2 separate regions of the Callithrix jacchus genome follow, and region 1 is linked to region 2. A link is a contact called in public Hi-C data. All regions are on one chromosome and are shown on one strand. Each heading gives the region's core, a stretch centred on a gene start, on an enhancer-like site or on the middle of the called end of the contact. The rest is flanking DNA. Distances are from core to core; before and after follow the strand shown.

Region 1 (5,226 bases), core at 452-2,951, 190 kb after region 2:
CTTGTATAAACTAGAAGTGGAGTTTCTAGATACCATGATTGTACTAGTGTTTCATACCATATTTTTCTCTGCAGAGCGAAATTCAGTGGATACTGAGTAAAACTTTCATTTTTTTCCAGGATAACTTCATTGGGTATCAAAGAGGATTAACAAGTAATTTCAATGTCGTGATTCTGAAGGAGGTGTGGGCTCTGTGCAGACTTACGTTTTCTGTCCCTCTTGTATGGAATCACTGTGAGAGTTAGTCACTTTATAGATTGAGAGTGTGTTGTATCCCCATGAGTGAGGACTCCTGCCTATAGAAGGTCCTGACTTATAGGTTCAGAGGCCATCCTTAGAATGAGAGGGCTGAACATTTCCTTCTCCAGGTGTTAGCCCAGAGCAGAGAGAAATGTGTTCTGTGGAGCCCACAGCAGTGGAACAAATGGCTGCTTTGGAGAACCTGGGAGGTGGTGTGAGGATGTACAGCTGTACCCCGAGCAGTAGGTGTCACTGTAGTCAGTGGCTTTTACTACTCAGAGCCTAAGGGGTTAATTGGGTCTGGTTTAGAAGAACAGACACAGGCCCATCTGTGCCTTCTGACAAAGTGTTGGGCTTTGTCTCTAGGACACCAGTTGACTCCAATGAAAGACCCAAGTTGACTCCCATTTCTTCTCTAAGAATGAAAGAAGGATGCTTTCCCATTTATATTTTAGGGTCTAAGGCTAGGATCTTAGATGTTATGGGGTGGGATGGGTTGGGATAGATAAGTAGGTGAGCTAATCCTTCTAAAGTTTGATGGGGAGACCTAGAATAGAGAGGAAGGAAAATTCTATTAAGAGAAATGAAAGAATATAGAATAGCAGAATACATTTCCTTGTTGTTATTGGCACTGAGCCCTGTTATATTCAGGCAGTTTGAGCTTTTAGAACTTCTATCAGCATCCTTCTTAGAAATTTCCCTTTTACCACAAAGGAGGCAAAGGAAAAAAAGTCTCTTTCTAGCAGAGATGTACTTCTCTTTTGCCACCTTCCACTCCAGAAAGTTAATTTTCAAATGCTAAAATGGAATTTAAGATTTAGAAATAGCTACTGTGTTGACTAATTTTAAAAAAATCCTGTAATTACGTAGCCAATTCCTTTTTCAAGTACACCCAATTTTACTTTTTCTTTTCTAGTAGCACCCTGGTGTGAAAACAAAGTAAAACCGAGTAAACTCACTGCAGAGTTTTAGATGCATCTTATCTCTTATTTTTTTGCCTAGATAACCATCTTTCTCTCCACCCACCATCCAGGCAGCACAGTGTAGTTTGTCCTTTAAAAAAATGAAGGCAACGTGTATGATTTATATGTAGATACTCATTAAAAATAACTCCTGTCCAGTCTTTGCTCTTCCCCCATAACCTGCCTGTTGGTTGTTGTTAACACCCTGATTAAGCCTTGCTCTTAATAGTACAATATATTAAGCTCAGCCTGCTCTCTTCCCCCCTCTGTCTCCCTGTGAGTGAGTAGCTCATTTTAAACCATCCGCACACTTGCTGAGCCAGGTGGCGTTGCTTCCTGCCTCTCCTGCTCGCTGTTGCTAAGTGAGAGGCACCATATCATACATAAAGCTGAACCAATAGCATCCTGACCCCCATAGGCTGGTAAAAGCTGAAGAAAGAGAATCCCACAGCGTTGTCTGTGACCGGTGGGTCCTCCTCTCCCTCCCACCTTTTCTTTTCCAACAGGAAAGGGAGGCGGCCAGGGAGATGGTAGGAGGAAGAGGGAAGAAAGAATGGGGGAGGTGAATCCTAATATGCCTTGCAGTACTTGAGATAAATGCCATTTTTTTCTTTGTGAAGAAAAGGAATGGTAGCTTCTCTTGTGCAATCACAGCCCAGCAGATGCGCTTCTTTCTGCCCCCAAACTGCCTGTGTTGACAAAGCTCAAACTCTGAATAAGATGTCTGTTGACCTGCATATCTGCTTTGCTCCTCTCTCTTTCTCTCTCTCTTGCTATGAATCCTTTAATCCCCACAGTTTTGCAGATCTTGGCACCCCTGTTCATTCTTCCTCTTCATCTTTCTTGTTTCATTTCTGTCTCACAGTATTCTTTCTAGAATGCATTTCCTTTGAATATAAAAATTAGCAAAGAGTATTTTGTATATCGTCTTGTGAGGAAGTCATCAGATCATCCTAGGGAATGGGGCAAGGGAAGAGGAATATTTATAAAGGGGATTTTTAAAAACTCGTTAAGATTTTCAGTCTTGGCAGGGTCTAAGCAAGTACAAAGTGAAATGTGAAAGGCTGTTCTTAACTGGATAACTGCCAGTATAGACAGCCAATGGTATAGTTGAGATTACACAGAGGAAATGACCTTTCTCCTGTAATTACCTGGATATTTTAGGCAACATCAGACCCAAGTTACCTGGGTAATTATGGCTTCATAGATTTGAACTTAGGACAAAAGAGATTCCAGTGAAGTTTTCCACGGAAAACATTTGCTATCTTTGGTAATAAACATAGTGAAGGCACCCACTGTTTTTGCAACCATGTGAAGCCCTGTTACAAGACTTTCTTCAGTTCTATGCCTAGTAGGTTCCCAATAAATTTCTCCTGACCTTTTGGAGATGGCTTTATTATTTGGTCACTTGTAGGCCTTTTGAAAAAATGACCTGTGTTTATTTCTGAATGGGTATTGAGGTTTCCTGTAACCTCTTCCTGAATTTGCTCGTGTTTTGGGAGGATATCAAAGGAATGATATTCATGTTTAAACTGTCTATTTCCCTCAAGAAACTTTCCTTTCATTCTTGAAAGGAATTTTCTGGCCCTACTACTGGGCCAGAAATCCAGTCCACTTACTCAGGATCACACAGAAAAGTGATCATTATTCTCCTGTTCCACCTGTTTTTTCCCAGCATTTACACTAATTTTTGTCTGGTTGTTTGAACCAAAACTAAAATGTTTTCTTAAAGGAAAGTATGTAGGGTCAGATTAAGCAAAAGAGAAAAGCCTTATCAAATGTTGAGAACTGGATTTTTTGTTGTTGTTGTTCAAAGAGCCTATCTTTTTCTTATTATCATGAACTTAAAGATGGTCAGTGCCGTCATTGCTGACTTACAATATTTAAAGCTAAAATTCGTAGGCAGTCTTCAAACTTCATTTCATTTCATTTCAGTCTCCTCCAAGCGAAACCAGAGCTATTTACAGGTAGCCAAATGCTCAGATCTGAGCAGCGCCTCCATCTTCTGCTGTGCCCATTTTTTGGGGGGAAGGTGTAAATAACAAACTCAAGCTCCAAGAGCGGGCAATGAAGTTTAAAAATAAAGGACTGGCCGCCAAGTCCTGTAAAACTGGCTTGTCCTGCAGTTAGCCGGCAAGCCAGTCAGGATATTATTAGGTATTATTCATTCATCGCTCTTCTATTTTGTGCTCAGCCCTTTGCTGAGAGTTTGGAGCTGGAAGCGCAGCGTGAACCACGTTCTGGCTCCGCGCCTTCATCTCTGGGTTGCAGTCCTCTCAGTTTCACCAACTTCATTATTCAGATACAGGCGCTGCGCTTCCGCCAAGTAAACCTGCCAGGACCAGCTCTTCTTGCTTCTCTTCTTCTTCCTGGTGTGTAATTCTCTGCCTTCAAATCCCTGCTTCACACCCACCTCGGCTGCCCTGAATTTCCTAACTCAGCCAGCCAAGCACAAATCCCTCTAAGTCCCTCAGCGCGTTCCTCCCAAATCCGCACTTGCCCAACAGTCTGTCTAGGCACTAGCTGTGACATCGCCCTGGATACCTGATCAGGGCAATGATACCTCTGCTTTGTCCCCCTGTGCCTTTGCTTAGGCTGCGCCCTCCTTTCAGACCGCTTCTCCCCTCATCTCTCCCTGTGGAAATCTTGGCCTCAAAAGCCTATCTCAGATGCAGTTTCTTCACTGAAACTCTTCTCCTAGTCTCTTCCACTCACACTTCATCTTCCAGTCCTTCGAAACACCATGGCCACTTTTTTCCGACCTCTCCTTCAGAACTTTCCATCTTCTACTTAGAGTTGTCTTTACAGTACACTTGGCCCCAACTGCAGCTCAGAGGAGGTGCTTCGCCAGTCTCCTATATTCCACACGAGCCTTTCTGCAGAATTGCCACAAAAAAATAGGTATAATTACATATAGACTGCATTTATTTTGCAAACACAGCCTCAAGACAGTCCCCCTTCCCCGTGCCCTTTGCAACCCAGTTGCCAACCCTTAATTCCTCCTTTACAGAAAATCTGAAACCAGGCCGGTCGCAGTGGCTCAAGCCTGTAATCCCAGCACTTTGGAAGGCCGAGGCGGGTGGATCACGAGGTCAAGAGATCGAGACCATTCTGGTCAATATGGTGAAGCCCCATCTCTACTAAAAAAAAAAAAAAAAAGAAATACAAAAAATTAGCTGGGCATGGTGGCACGTGCCTGTAATCCCAGCTACTCAGGAGGCTGAGGCAGAATTGCCTGAACCCAGGAGGCGGAGGTTGCGATGAGCCGAGATTGCACCATTGCACTCCAGCATGGGTAACGAGCGAAACTCGGTCTCAAAAAAAAAGAAAATCTGAAACCAGATTCTCCATCTTAAGTGATTCCGGCCCAGAGCTGTATCTTCCTCGTCTTTGTATTTCCCACTTACTGTAACTGTCTTGCAGCCAGTAGACACTAAAGAAATACCTGTTGAATGGTTGCATAATGAAGTCCAGAAAACCTGAAAGATTATGTCTATAATTCGCCAGGTTTTCAAACTGTATGTGTAGAGAAGAATGAAGTTTTCTGTGAATATTTTAAATTAGATAATGAGATCACAAGTTCAGTTAAATATTATTTATCAATCAAGAGAGCCTAGGTGATGGTATAGTAAAAAAGAACTCCAAATCTTAGTGGTTTAAAGCAACAAAAATTTAGTTCTTGCTCATGTTTATTGTGGGTGGGTAGGGAGAAGAGATTCTTCTACTTATTGTTACTCAGGGATCCATTCTTATAAAACCAGCCACGATCTCACACTGGTGGTTATGGTGAAGGAGGGAGAGCTCCAGAGGGTCTAACATCAACAATTTAATGTGCCTGCCCAGAAATGGTTCCCCTCACTCTGCTCACAACTGTTTTTTTATTTTTTATTTTTTTATTTTGAGACAGAGTCTTGCTCTGTTGCCAGGCTGGAGTGCAGTAGCGTGGTCCCAGCTCACTGCAACCTCTGCCTCCTGGGTTCAAGCGATTCTCCTGCCTCAGCCTCCTGAGTAGCTGGGACTACAG
Region 2 (5,515 bases), core at 526-3,025:
TGCATACAAATGCTCAGCACATTGTGGGTCCTGGTTGGCAGCGTTCAGCCTGGAGATAAAGTTATTGATGGCTGTTTATAAGAGAGACAAATTGGAGCAAGGTTTGGAGCAAGAGACCAGAAGCCAGTCCATCACCTGCTCCCTCGGTGACCTCACGTCACCTCTTCATGCTTCAGTTTCTCCATCTGTTGGTGGAAAGAGTGATACATGATACCTTGCTCTCAGACTGTCAGGAACATCTTTGGAAAACACTAGGAGATGCTGGAAGAGGCCTGAAAGCCTTCATAGTCCCCTAATGTGATAAAAATAAAAACTCGTCTGATGGTTTACAAATTTCAGAAAATATGTTTTTTCTCTCAAAATTAGAAGATAAAAAAGTACTTATATTTCTTCATTCATTGGTTGAGAGTGTTTCATTAAATCCATATCTGTGGCTGGACCTAATGATCCATTTAAATATAAACAGATAACCTGCTGAAGGTGCACAAGTAGATTCTTTTATTAATAATAGTTAACTTGGCTACTGTGAAATGCATTTCTACACTATGTTTAACATTTTTAGCATGCTTCCGCTCTCGCCCTCACTACACACTCACACACACTTCCCAATGGTAGAATGGCAGATAAATGGCATCATGTCCTTTATTTTACAAATGAGAAAATGTAAACTGGAAGAAGCCAAGTCCATGCAGATAATTAGGGACAGAGTTAGAAAAATGTAAGCCTCAAAATCCACTGCTTATCCCTCTCAACTTCATTTTCTAGAACCCTGAAAACTGGCTTTCTCTCTTTCTCTCTCTCTCTCTCTCTCTCTTTCTGTTTTTTTTTTACATCCTTTTTGTCCCCCTACACTTACTGATCTCACAGGGCTACAGGTGCCTTCTCCATGTTCCTTCTCTAGGAAGGCTTCTAAAGCAACACTCTCATCTCTGAGGTTATCAAGTAAAGTTTGCAGGAAAGTGAGAGCTCAGACATGACTGTTTGCTTGTTAAGCTTGTTCCTCATTGCAAGCCCGGAGAAAAACCTGCTGAAAATCATATTACCGCGTCACTGGGACCTCCAGAATGCTCTAAGTGGAGGATCCAGTCATGCTGCACAAGTAATCTGCAGGCTGAAATAGCTGCGTCGTGATGCTATTACAGACATGAGCCTGTTTTGTATGAGCTTCTAAAGTGTAGGCAGGCTTAAGAATCAGAAGGGAAAGCATGGGTTGAACACCAAAAGAGCACCTTAAACTAATATTTTTTTCACGTAGTGAATTAAATTGTAAAGCTTATTAGAAACTGATGAAGAAGCACAGAAATGCTATAGCAGATGAGGTTCCAACTCCATCGTTCACACACATCCAACAACGACTTAATTCTCTGTATCCCGTTTGCCAACCCAGTCTGCTTTTATTCCTTCCCAGTAAGTGCCTCCCAGTACCTGCCCAGTACCACTCAGCCAGAAAAGTTTCCTGAGATTTTTTAGTACTGAAACAAAGAGGGCTGCAAATGGGAAACCCAGTACAATAGACAGCCAGCTGCTGCTGGCCGTGGCATGGCTCCCCAGGCTCAGACGGAAAGAATGAACCCACTCGAAGACGCTCCTGTCTGCCCCACTTGAGGCACTACTACTAGGGCCGGCATCCCTGGGAAATTGCCCTGTAAAATGAGCAGCTCCCTTTCAATAGCAGACTCCCAGCTGCTTCCCACCTCGGAGGCTGCTATTGGGCATGACATGGCAGTCCTCCTGGCCTGGCTCGCTCTCAGCAGGACTATTAGGAGCCTGGGCTGGGAGGTACAGGTGGGTGGGGGCAATGCAGCAGCCCCAGGTGGCACACCTGCCCTTTGCATGGCCCTCTCCAGCTTTAGGTTGACGGGGCTGGTGTTGGGCGCCCTTTCCAAGTGTATTGATCTCCCCTCCTCTTCCCAAGTTGCGCCATGCACCTTCACCCACGCTAAAGCCCTGCCTGGAAACAGAACACTGTGGCCAGCCCTTCCCCCAAGAGCCAGAAGGGCCAGCTCTGGCCCACAGCCAGGCTCTAAAGAAGCAGCATAGGGCAGAGAGAGGCAGTGGGTGGGGCTGAGAGCCTTGTGTTACACATTCAAAGCCTAATTTTGGATCAGAGTCATCCTTGTAGCCAAGCCTGAAAGATCACTGAGGCCCCAAAGTGAACCCACAGCTCTGAGGCGGGGCCTGGATGAACCCTCAGCTCTCTTGCCCACATGCTACTCTCCTTAGGGAAGTTAAGTTAGGCTTGTTTGGGTTTTTGCTGGTGTTTTTTTTAACAACATCATTTGTCTTTTAGCCTCACGCTCACCGAGGGCAGCGCAGTTTCCTACCCCTATCTCTGTATACATTCACAAAATGCCTCGGCTGAGATGCTGACCAGAAGCCAGGGCTTCTAATGCTACTGCCTAGGACATGCCATTCTGCTGCTGGTCACAGCAGTCAGACAATAGGCCAGTCGCACGAGGGCAGCTGCAGGTGAAAGCAGGCACCTTCCCATTAACAACAGAACCAACTGTCTCTGGCATGGAGAGTCCTGCCAGAGGGGAACCAGACCCGAACCAGCTGTGGCCTCTGGAAGCCACAGGAGAGAGCAGGGCTGCTCCCTCTTCTTACAAGGGTGTGGGCACTTCCTTCAGAGAATTTGTTGCTGCCAAGATCAGGCTGTTGCCTCCCTGGAACTCGGGTATCGGGATGCTTGTTTGCAGAGCTGGCCAGCCAGCAGCCCAGAGCAGCTGGTTGTAATTATGCGTTGCAGCTTCAGAGGAAGTTGCTGGCTGCGGAGCGTGTGCTGGGCCTGGCTGCACATTGGCTGCTGGGCTTAAGGGAACAATGGAGATAGAAACCAGTGGCAGCAGGGAAAGGGGAGGAGCAGGACGAGGGTGAAGACAGGCAGAAAGAAAGGGCAGGAGCTGCTCCCAGCGATGAATATGGAAAAACCCACATCTGCACTCCAAGGATCCTTCTCTTGTTCCCAGACTTAAAACAAAGTGCATGCCCCTCTGTGAACAGCCCCTGACTTTTCTTTTTAAGCTGTACCTGATGCACACTGTATTTAGAGAAGTGTGCCTGGCTGACATATTGAATAGCACTCCTCAGCCTGTTTAATCTAAATTGACTGCATCTTTGTAGCAGCTGGCCACAGAGAAAAACAAAAGAATTCATGATGAAAAAGGCGAATCTCTCTTGAACAGAAAGGACCGGGGTAGTGGTAGCAGCAGTTAAACATTTCAGTACCTTGCTGAATACTGTGCCCAGATGTGTACATCAGGAGGAAAAGAAAAAAAAGACAACTTTAGAGAAGTGAAATGTGGGTTAATTAACAAGTTTTTTTTTCCTGGATGGAGAAAAACTTATTAATATCTGGTTCTTATACTTTCCAAGATTTCTTCAGTGCTTCCTAATTAGAACGTAGCAGGAAAACGAACAGAGGAAAATAAGTGACTTGTTGGGGGTGGGGGGCTTTCTTCCTGCTGCCTGTGTTTGGAGCCTCCCCCCATGCCCCTCAAACCAGCAAAGATCTTCAAGTATTTATGGACAGTGACATCTACTTAGTCCTTCTGTGGTCCCTTCCTCCTTTCAGTTGAGAGCTTGCTTATAGCATCCACACAGCTCAGAATCCCCAAGAAAGTATGCAGAATCCCATGTTTCTGCCAGCTCAGGGAATAAGTTGAAGGCCCCAAACCAGACAGTGCAAAGGCCTGAGAGTCTTGTGGCCTCTTGGTGACCCCTCTTTACTTGTACCACTCCTGATTTATGTTGCTTTAAAAGGGCGGGTGTCCTACCTGTTATTTGGCACCCTTGATGTATAAAACTGACATCCACGCACAATGACACACTATTGGCTTGGGTTGGTAAATGAGGAGGCAATTTCATTATCTTTTCCCCTCGTCCATTGCCTAGCACAAGATTACTTGAAATGCTATCAATCAGTAGATATGAATGCAGGGAAGTGCCCAGCTTGTGTGTGGGCATGGCAGCCTTGTGCCCTAATGATTACAGAAAATAAATGATGATGCTATTGTCTTTAGGACGGATTGCAGGTTCTCCTTATTGCCTGAGTAAAGAGATTATGGTGACAGGTCAAAAGGATTTTTCCAGTAAGTTCCAAGTAGGTACTATTTTTTCTTCATTTTCCTTCCTTCTCTTTCCTTCCACTTTGGTCCTAATTTTTTTTTTTAGCAGAGTCTCACTCTGTTGCACATGCTGGGAATGCCGTGGCATGATCATATAGCCTTGAACTCCTAGGCCCAAGGGATCCTCCCATTTCACCTTCCAAGCACGTAAGACTACAGGTGCATGCCACCATGCCCAGTTAATTTTTTAATAAACATGTGGTCTCACTTGTTGCCCAGGCTGGCCCTAGATTTTCTAAACACACATATACATGTACACATACACAGTTAATTTTCTAGAGTTGTGGTGTTCAATACAGTAGCCACTTATGGGAATTTATATGAATTAAAATTAAATAAAATTTAAAACACAGTCCTACAATCACACGAGCCATATTTCAACTCCTCAGTAGCCACTTGTGGCAGTGGCTTCCATATTGGACAGCACAGAATTAGAGACTATTTCCATCATGGCAAAGTTCTATTAGGTAGCCCAACCTAGAGCACCTATTTGCTCTTCTACCTCAGGACTCTTGTTCCTTTTAGAATCCTTTACCTATAATTTTTATAAAGGTGAAACTTTTAAAAAAAATCACAACTTAAATCAATACTAATTAGCTTCCTCCCAGCTCCTAAGGGAAAGCTGTCCAGCTAGTCTGCTAATAGATCTTCTAGAATAGTTAGCTTAGCAGGGTGTGGCATCGTAGACACTGAAAGAACATAAAGTCAGCTAAACTAGTTTTAGGCTGTCTGACCCTAACCTATTTCTTTAGATAATTTTCCTAGATAATTCTTAATAATAGCTAGAAGGAGCCGCTCTGAGGCTAAGTGGTGTGTTGAGAAAGATACTGAGGTATCTCCATAAAAATTTGCACAATAAATAGAGAGTAATAGCTCCTTTAGAACTACATGGCACACTGCACTACGAATTCCTGCTGCGAGGCTTTGAAGTTGGGCGGAGATGCCGAGATGCGCAGAGCAATGAAGCACTTTGATGCAGCTGGAAGCATCTTCAAAGCCTCCAGAGGGAAAGATTAAAACAACTACCTGTAACCAATTGTTCTGGTCTTTTGTGTGTATGTTGGTGGGGGCAGGGGCTGGACCACACAAACATTAAACAAATAAACCAGAAACTGCATGGAAGCACTGCACCCAAACTAACTATAACAAAGTGAAACAAAATATAGGCTATTTAACACTTCTACTGGGAAATAAACTGCACCAAAACTTTTATTTATTTATTTATTTTTGAGCTTAAAATAGAACTTTGTTGGCATTATGGTACATACTTTTAATATTTTAAAATTTGTCATTTCAAATTCCTTTTGCAAATTTTCCAACTCTGCTTTGTTCTCATCTTTCCTAGTGATAAGATAAACTATGTATCTTATTAACAAGTTAGACAACAT

The links. A called contact is a pair of places that touch in the nucleus more often than the background predicts.
Region 1: a contact with region 2 is called in a Hi-C map of induced pluripotent stem cells, with 2.0 times the contacts expected there. The contact joins two enhancer-like sites. A contact is called at or near these places in 3 of 3 Hi-C or Micro-C datasets (induced pluripotent stem cells and skeletal muscle).

The regions. Positions count from the first base shown.
Region 1 is chr3:56,906,375-56,911,600 of calJac240_pri, forward strand. The region is part of intron 1 of MAML3 (mastermind like transcriptional coactivator 3); the gene reads left to right. Among named protein-coding and RNA genes, the nearest start is that of MAML3, 110 kb to the left of the region's middle. Within about 2 kb of position 1,702, at least 7 of the 16 cell types and tissues checked have an H3K27ac peak or open chromatin away from gene starts, as enhancers often do. A contact at or near this core is called in skeletal muscle, where this site is marked.
Region 2 is chr3:56,717,131-56,722,645 of calJac240_pri, forward strand. No RefSeq gene overlaps it. Among named protein-coding and RNA genes, the nearest start is that of MAML3, 78 kb to the right of the region's middle. Within about 2 kb of position 1,776, at least 8 of the 16 cell types and tissues checked have an H3K27ac peak or open chromatin away from gene starts, as enhancers often do. A contact at or near this core is called in skeletal muscle, where this site is marked.